2 separate regions of the Mus musculus genome follow, and region 1 is linked to region 2. Evidence: chromatin contacts called from public promoter capture Hi-C data. All regions are on one chromosome and are shown on one strand. The core of a region is the stretch at or near the end of the contact, and the rest is flanking DNA. Distances in the headings are between cores, read along the strand shown. Region 1 holds the start of Ccar1 (cell division cycle and apoptosis regulator 1). Region 2 holds the start of Anapc16 (anaphase promoting complex subunit 16).

Region 1 (3,361 bases), core at 604-3,103, 2.8 Mb after region 2:
TGCTGCTAATAAAGACTGTATATCAAAGGCCAAACACAAATGGTAAAGTGTAGTGGAAGACTTAAATGGCAAAACCCCTTAGTAAACTAAAAAAAAATTAGACACAAATAACAAAACAAAAACAAAGAGCCGGGCGTGGTGGCACACCCCTTTAATCCCAGCACTTGGGAGGCAGAGGCAGGAGGATTTCTGAGTTCGAGGCCAACCTGGTCTACAAAGTGAGTTCCAGGGCAGCCAGGGCTACACAGAGAAACCCTGTCTTGAAAAACCAAAAAAAAAAAAAAAAAAAAAAGTGTTCAAATTGCTGGATAAGTGGGGTTTTGTTTTTGTTCCTGAGTTAATTTTCAAAAGTATCTTAAAAACTAAAGGGTATATCATTTCCAGTCCAAGGGTTCAGTTGCCTGACCTGGTTGTGAGACCGCAGTGGCTGTAAACTGAGTAGCCCATGGTGGATTCTTCTGTCCTCCAAACTGAGCCATGATGCAAGGGGGGGAAAACTTTCACTTGTTTCCCTTCTATAGCAGATACCTATAAAGGATATAGGAAAAGGCTAGTTTAGAGAAATCATTGATATATTAAAGACACGTTCCAAACAAGAACCAACCGAAGTGTGCAACAGAACATTTGAAATAAAACGCACAACCAGCCTATCAACAGATCACTTGTGCATACTCTATTTAAAAGATATCCTTGGGGCTGACTTAAAGGAACTTCCTTCAGTAACTACAAGGTCATTTCCTAAAAAGGTCTGCCCGAGCTTAGTGGCAAAGCCTTTAATCCCCTCCCAACCCATCCCTCCAGAGGCAGAGTCAGGCGGATCTCTATAAACTCCAGGCCAGCATGATTTATATGACATTACAAACCAGCTAGGGCTAGATACAGAGCCTCTCTCTCTGGGGACAAACGAACTTATAGACGCAGCAAGTACAGCCTGCGTGTTTCTTTGGGCGATGGTCTGAGGTCCTGCAGTGGGGTTAAATCAATAACGGAAACTGCGTCGAGACCCCCCCTCCCCCATAAAGGTATTGGCAGATACCATCTCAATAACGAACATTACTTTAAGGGCTAGGAAGTCACTATGGCCTTTGTCACCCTAGTCTCCACTCCGGGAGTGGGGAGGCAGTTGGGAGGACGCGCGGCTCCAAAAGAACCACTGCGAAGACCCCGGCTCAAAAACCCAAGAGAAAAGGAAAAGATGGGCCTGGCATCCCGGGGTGAGGACACTCATCTTCCTCCCACGCGCCGGCCGTGAAAGATGGAAGGCAGCGCCCCAGGCCGCGGCCACTGGGGCCCGCGGGTCGTCGCAGTCCCCGAGGTCCCCGGGCCGGTCTGAGAGAACCTCCAAGCGCTGGAAACGCTCGCCGCCGCCGCCCGGGGCCGGGTCTCAGCGGCGGGGCAGCGCGGGCCGGAGGACGCACGGCCTCCGGCCTGGCCCGGCCCAGTCGAAGGGGCGCAGGCCGCACCTGAGGGGCCTGGAGCCGCTGCGCTGGGGGCAGGGCGCGGCGCGTGGGGCCTACTCCGACCCGCACAAAAGGGACCGCGTCCCTCGCCCGCCGGCCCCGCGGCGTCCGCCATCACACACCCACCCGCCACCGCCACATCACTCGCTCCCTACCCCTCCGCTGACCGGCTGCCAACGAACGGAAGCAACCCGCCGCGGCCTCCCACCGCGCCACACCAAAACACTGACCAGACCTTCACCTGAGTCTGGCCCGGGTTAACCGAGAAGCCATTTCAAACCCGTCAAGCTCAGGCGCATGCGCAGACTGCTTTCCCCTCCAACCCCCCTGCCTACGCCGCACCGCCTCCCGGTTCCGAGAGGAACGGGCGCGTGCGCGAAAAAAGTTCGGCGTGCGCGCTCCCCGCGAGTGCGTTCACTGGGGAGCGAGAGCGAGCCTCAGCCGGGTTACCTTGACTTCGCTGAACAATGAGCTGGCTGTCGCTCGCCTGCTCTGAGGCCAACGCTGTCCTTCCCTGGGAGAGAGAGGGAGAGCGAGCGGCAGTCACGTGGTCCGGCCGGTGTCGCCGCCGCCATCTTGTGGTCCCTCTATTCTTGTTTGGAACATGTTTGGAAGAATAAGCCTGTAAGAACTTCGTTGTTAGCGGGCAGTGGTGGCGCACGCCTTTAATCCCAGCACTCGAGAGGCAGAGGCAGGCGGATTTCTGAGTTCGAGGCCAGCCTGGTCTACAGAGTGAGTTCCAAAACAGTCAGGGTTATACAGACATATCCTGTCTCGAAGAACAAAAAAAAAAAATTTTTTTTTGTTTACATTCTTTTCATTTTTAGAGGGTTTTGCCTCCATGATTTATGCGCACAGGTGTGGGCTTGGTGCCCCTGGAGCTGAGAAGACGACAGATCCCCCGAAACTAGAGTTCCTGACCGGTGTGAACCACCCCGTGGGTGCTGATAATCAATCCCAGGTCCTGAGAACAGAGATTAGTGCTTTTAACCGCAGTGCCATCTCCTCGGGATTAAGGCTGGAATGTGTAAAAGCGAACAACTGAGTGGATTTTAATACACTGAGTGCAGGCCATCATCACCCCTAGTATTTGAAGACCCTACTGAAAAGAAACAGCTGGAGGATTTGGGGGGCGAGAGGGAGTGGAAAGGTTGGGGGATGGGGGAAGTGCACACCTCTAATCCCAGCGCTCAAGAGGCAGAGGCAGACACAGCCAGGGCAACACAGATAAACCCTGTCTCAAAAAATGAAAGACAGAGCTATTATTAAGTCATTTTCTAATTTTGTCCTACACCTGCTGGTGACATCTAGTCAAATTCTCAACATGAAATAGCTTATGCTAGGAATCCCACATAAGATTAGCTGAGCCAAGCATGATCAGGTGGTGACCTGTAATCTAACACTTGGGAGGGAGGGGAAGGGAGGATCAGGAGTTCAAGGCCAGCCTGGACTGTGTAACACCTTATCTCATCAAACCCAATAGGATAAAATATATAGCTTTTTCTGTGGTTCCTTGTATTTTTTCCCTTAAATTTTATGAACACAGGATCACATAGGTACACGTTCTTTAATATTTTTCAAACCACAAGGGTCCTTTCTCCCACTTAAGTAAAACTTACAGAAGTTGGGTAAAATGTAACTCCTTTGTCCTTACTAATTCTGTCCTGACCTTCAAACTATTAGAATATAGTCATCACACTATAGTAATTTGTAAAAATTCAAAACAGCGTGTGCCAGGTGGCCCAGCAATAAGAGGGACAAAGTGAGAAAACTTAAATCTGAGATACCTTATCAAAAAAAGTTCTGGGGGCTGGAGAAATGGCTCAGCGGTTAAGAGCACTAACTGCTCTTCCAGAGGTCCTGAATTCAATTCCCAGCAACCACATGGTGGCTCACAACCA
Region 2 (3,035 bases), core at 462-2,961:
ACACATCCTAGCGCTGGGCTACACTCTCAGTCAGCACATTCACCTCATGATCTTATAAAGAATCTTGCAGTGGGGCTGGGGAGAGCTACATGGAGTAAGTGTTTTCACTGGAGGGGTTGGGGAGCCCTTCAAGTCACTTACAAGCCTCACAGGTGTGGTAGCTGCCTGTAAACCCAGCCCTTGGGAGGCAGAAGATAAGCGATTCCCCATAGCAATGTTGTTAGCTAGGTTATGGGGAATGGGAATGTTCTGGGTTCAGGGAAGCTATGAAAGGCTAAGGAGGAAGACAGCAGACACCAGCTTCAAGCCTGGGCCTGGGGATGTATTGTGAGGTGGCTAGAGTGTTTGCTTACCCAAGTGTGAGGCACTGAAAAGGATCCCATGTCGTTGGAAGGAGAAAACAAACTACCTTTGTACCCTGGAGGCATCTTATAAAAACCCTTGTCACAGTGGCTCCTGGATGAATGATTTATAAATACGAGGTCAGCCGGGCGGAGGTGGCCCACGCCTTTAATCCCAGCACTTGGGAGGCAGAGACAGGCAGATTTCTGAGTTCGAGGCCAGCCTGGTCTACAGCGTGAGTTCCAGTACAGCCAGGGCTGTACAGAGAAACCCTGTCTCGAAAAACCAAAAAAAACCAAACCAAACCAAAAAAACCAAAAAAAAAAAAAAAAAAAAAAACCCCACAAAACCAACCAACCAACCAAAACAAACAAACAAACAAACCGAGGACAAAAGCAATCAGCTCAGTAGAGGCTGCAGGGGACCGAGACAGTTCCAGTCATGACTCTTTCTGCATGGAGTATTCAACCCTGTCGCTCAGGAGACTACCATCCTCATAACGAGGCACTCAGTGAACTTTTGTTGAATGATGATTATCTGGAACTTGGCCCTATCAGGGAAGCTGTGGCTGCTGCCAAGCAGAGGAAACGCTCCTAAGAAGCGGAATGATAGTTTGTGGGGCACAATATGGCTGGCGTGGTTAAATACTTACTTTGTGTACGACAGGGACGACCTCGCACTCATAAACTTTCCGCTTATAGTCTTAAAACAAAACAAAACAAAAAAAGAGATCCTCCTTTAAAATAAAGCCCAGAACAAACCAGATGCTTATGTCGATCGGGATCCAAGTGAGGTGGCTAATTATGACACCCGTTGGGTTCTACTAACAAAAATCACTAGGTGTCCCACCTAGACAGACGGATCACCACCCGCAGCACCTAGCTGCGGTAGCTCTTTCTAGGTGGGATGAAGAAGCTCGCGGGAGAGGGGAGGAGCCAGCACCCTAATCCTGGCTACTCCAACTCCACCCAGGTACGCTTCCTACCCAACAACTCGGGGAGGAAGGGAAGGCTTGCGGCCGGCCCACGGCGCAGGCGCCAACCCGCCCCACGCATGCTCAGTCGGATGACGCTGCCTTTGCATACGGCCGGCGCGGGCGAGCCTCCAGGGTCTCTTCCTACGCTCCCAGTTAGTCCTGGCAGGTAGGAGCGTAGGGGGGAATCAGGTCTGGAAGGTTCTCGGCCACTTACCTCAGCAGCTTGTGCACTTTGACTGACAGCCCCGCCCCTTGGACGAAGCCGTGCGGCCTCGCTCGCCACGACGTAGACGGCGGCGTGCGCGCGCCCGCCTGAGCTGTGGGAGTTTGATGGCGGTGCTGCGCCTGTCCCTGCGGCGGTGAGGGCTAGAGGGCGGTGCTAGCGCGCATGCGTGGAGGGGGCGGAGCCCGGCTGGGCCAGACCGAGCTTTCCGAGAACACTTCCGGGTCGCTGTGGCTGCCCCGCCCCCTTCCCCGCCCCAGTCCCCCGCAGTTTTGGTTTTCTTGCGTTGGTGCTGTCTGCTCCGCCTCTCTAGCGTAGGATGTTCAGCGTTTGCTTTTTATGTGAGAATTGCACGAAAGCATATCCACTTTTCCCTCTTCAAACACCCATGACCCAGGGCTAGTCCGCTCTCCTCCTTCTGCGCAGTCTCTGCCTGGAGCTGCTCAGGAAAGGTACCACTGTGGCTTCGTGCTCAGTGCTCACACTTTGTAAAGGCTCCTTTTCGACAGAACGTGGTTTTTGAAGTGGGAAGGGATGCTAAAGGAGTAGCACACCAGGGTGGCGCGGCACAAGACTGTTAATAATTGCATCCCCCTGCCAACGTTGATTTTCTGTTTTCTCAAAGCACGAACCCTCTTCTTGCGTCCTGCAGGTGGCTGCGGATTAGCGACTTGACTGAGGGTTGGGTCAAGCATTCATTTGGAAGGGATTGTTAGGCCTTCTTTGGTGGAACTTGTTAAGTACGTGAACTTGTAGCCGCAGCCATCTGGGATGGGAACATGGGGTAGTTTATCAGGAGCCTTTAATTCCGAATTATTGATTCAAGCGTGAAGCCGTTTGTTGTGTTCTGGAGGCAGTGGCCTCGGGAAACTGTTCCTTCTCAGTACTGTGTTGGTCCGAGAACTGTGTTAGTAAGTCATATTTTAATTGTACTGTGATAGGGAAATAAATCTGATTGGAAGGTATTTATTTCTAGCATCTTTAAAACGGCTTACCTCTCTTCCGCGGGTATTGTACCGATGGTTCCTCAATGCGTTATCAAACTGGATACGATAAAATATCATACTGGATAGGGTGAATGAAGCACTCTGCTCATACTTAGGTGGCTAGCAAGACCTCACCCCCTATAGGTTAATCAGACACCTATACAAGAACTTACACTGGTGAGCTCATGGAAAGCGACACTATTTTTGCTTAGGATGTGCTGTGAACTGCCCAGTTGAGGCCTACATAATGGAGTTTTTAATTTAAATTTCTTATTACATTTATTTATTTACGAATGTAGTCTGTGCATATGTTACCTGCCTACACAGCAGAATTTTTTTTTGTTTTTTTGTTTTTTGTTTGTTTTTTGTTTTTGTTGTTTTTTGGTTTTTTTGAGACAGGGTTTCTCTGTATAGCCCTGGTTGTCCTGGAACTCACTCTGCAGACCAGGCTGGCCTCGAACTCAGAAATCCACCTGCCTCTGCCTCCAGAGTGCTGGGATTAAAGGCG

The links. Capture Hi-C pulls out chosen DNA fragments and counts their contacts.
Region 1: a promoter capture Hi-C map of adipose tissue shows a contact between it and region 2, with 3 times the contacts expected there. The contact joins the promoter of Ccar1 here to the promoter of Anapc16 in region 2. A contact is called at or near these places in 1 of 39 promoter capture datasets (liver) and 1 of 9 other capture datasets (adipose tissue).

The regions. Positions count from the first base shown.
Region 1 is chr10:62,790,515-62,793,875 of GRCm38.p6, forward strand. It overlaps Ccar1 (cell division cycle and apoptosis regulator 1), which reads right to left and starts at 1,854. Exons shown (of 25, transcript NM_026201.3): 1 at 1,702-1,854; 2 at 407-528. The coding sequence starts at 479.
Region 2 is chr10:60,001,424-60,004,458 of GRCm38.p6, forward strand. It overlaps Anapc16 (anaphase promoting complex subunit 16), which reads right to left and starts at 1,712. Exons shown (of 4, transcript NM_025514.3): 1 at 1,533-1,712. Ascc1 (activating signal cointegrator 1 complex subunit 1) reads left to right here and starts at 1,382. Exons shown (of 11, transcript NM_026937.3): 1 at 1,382-1,484.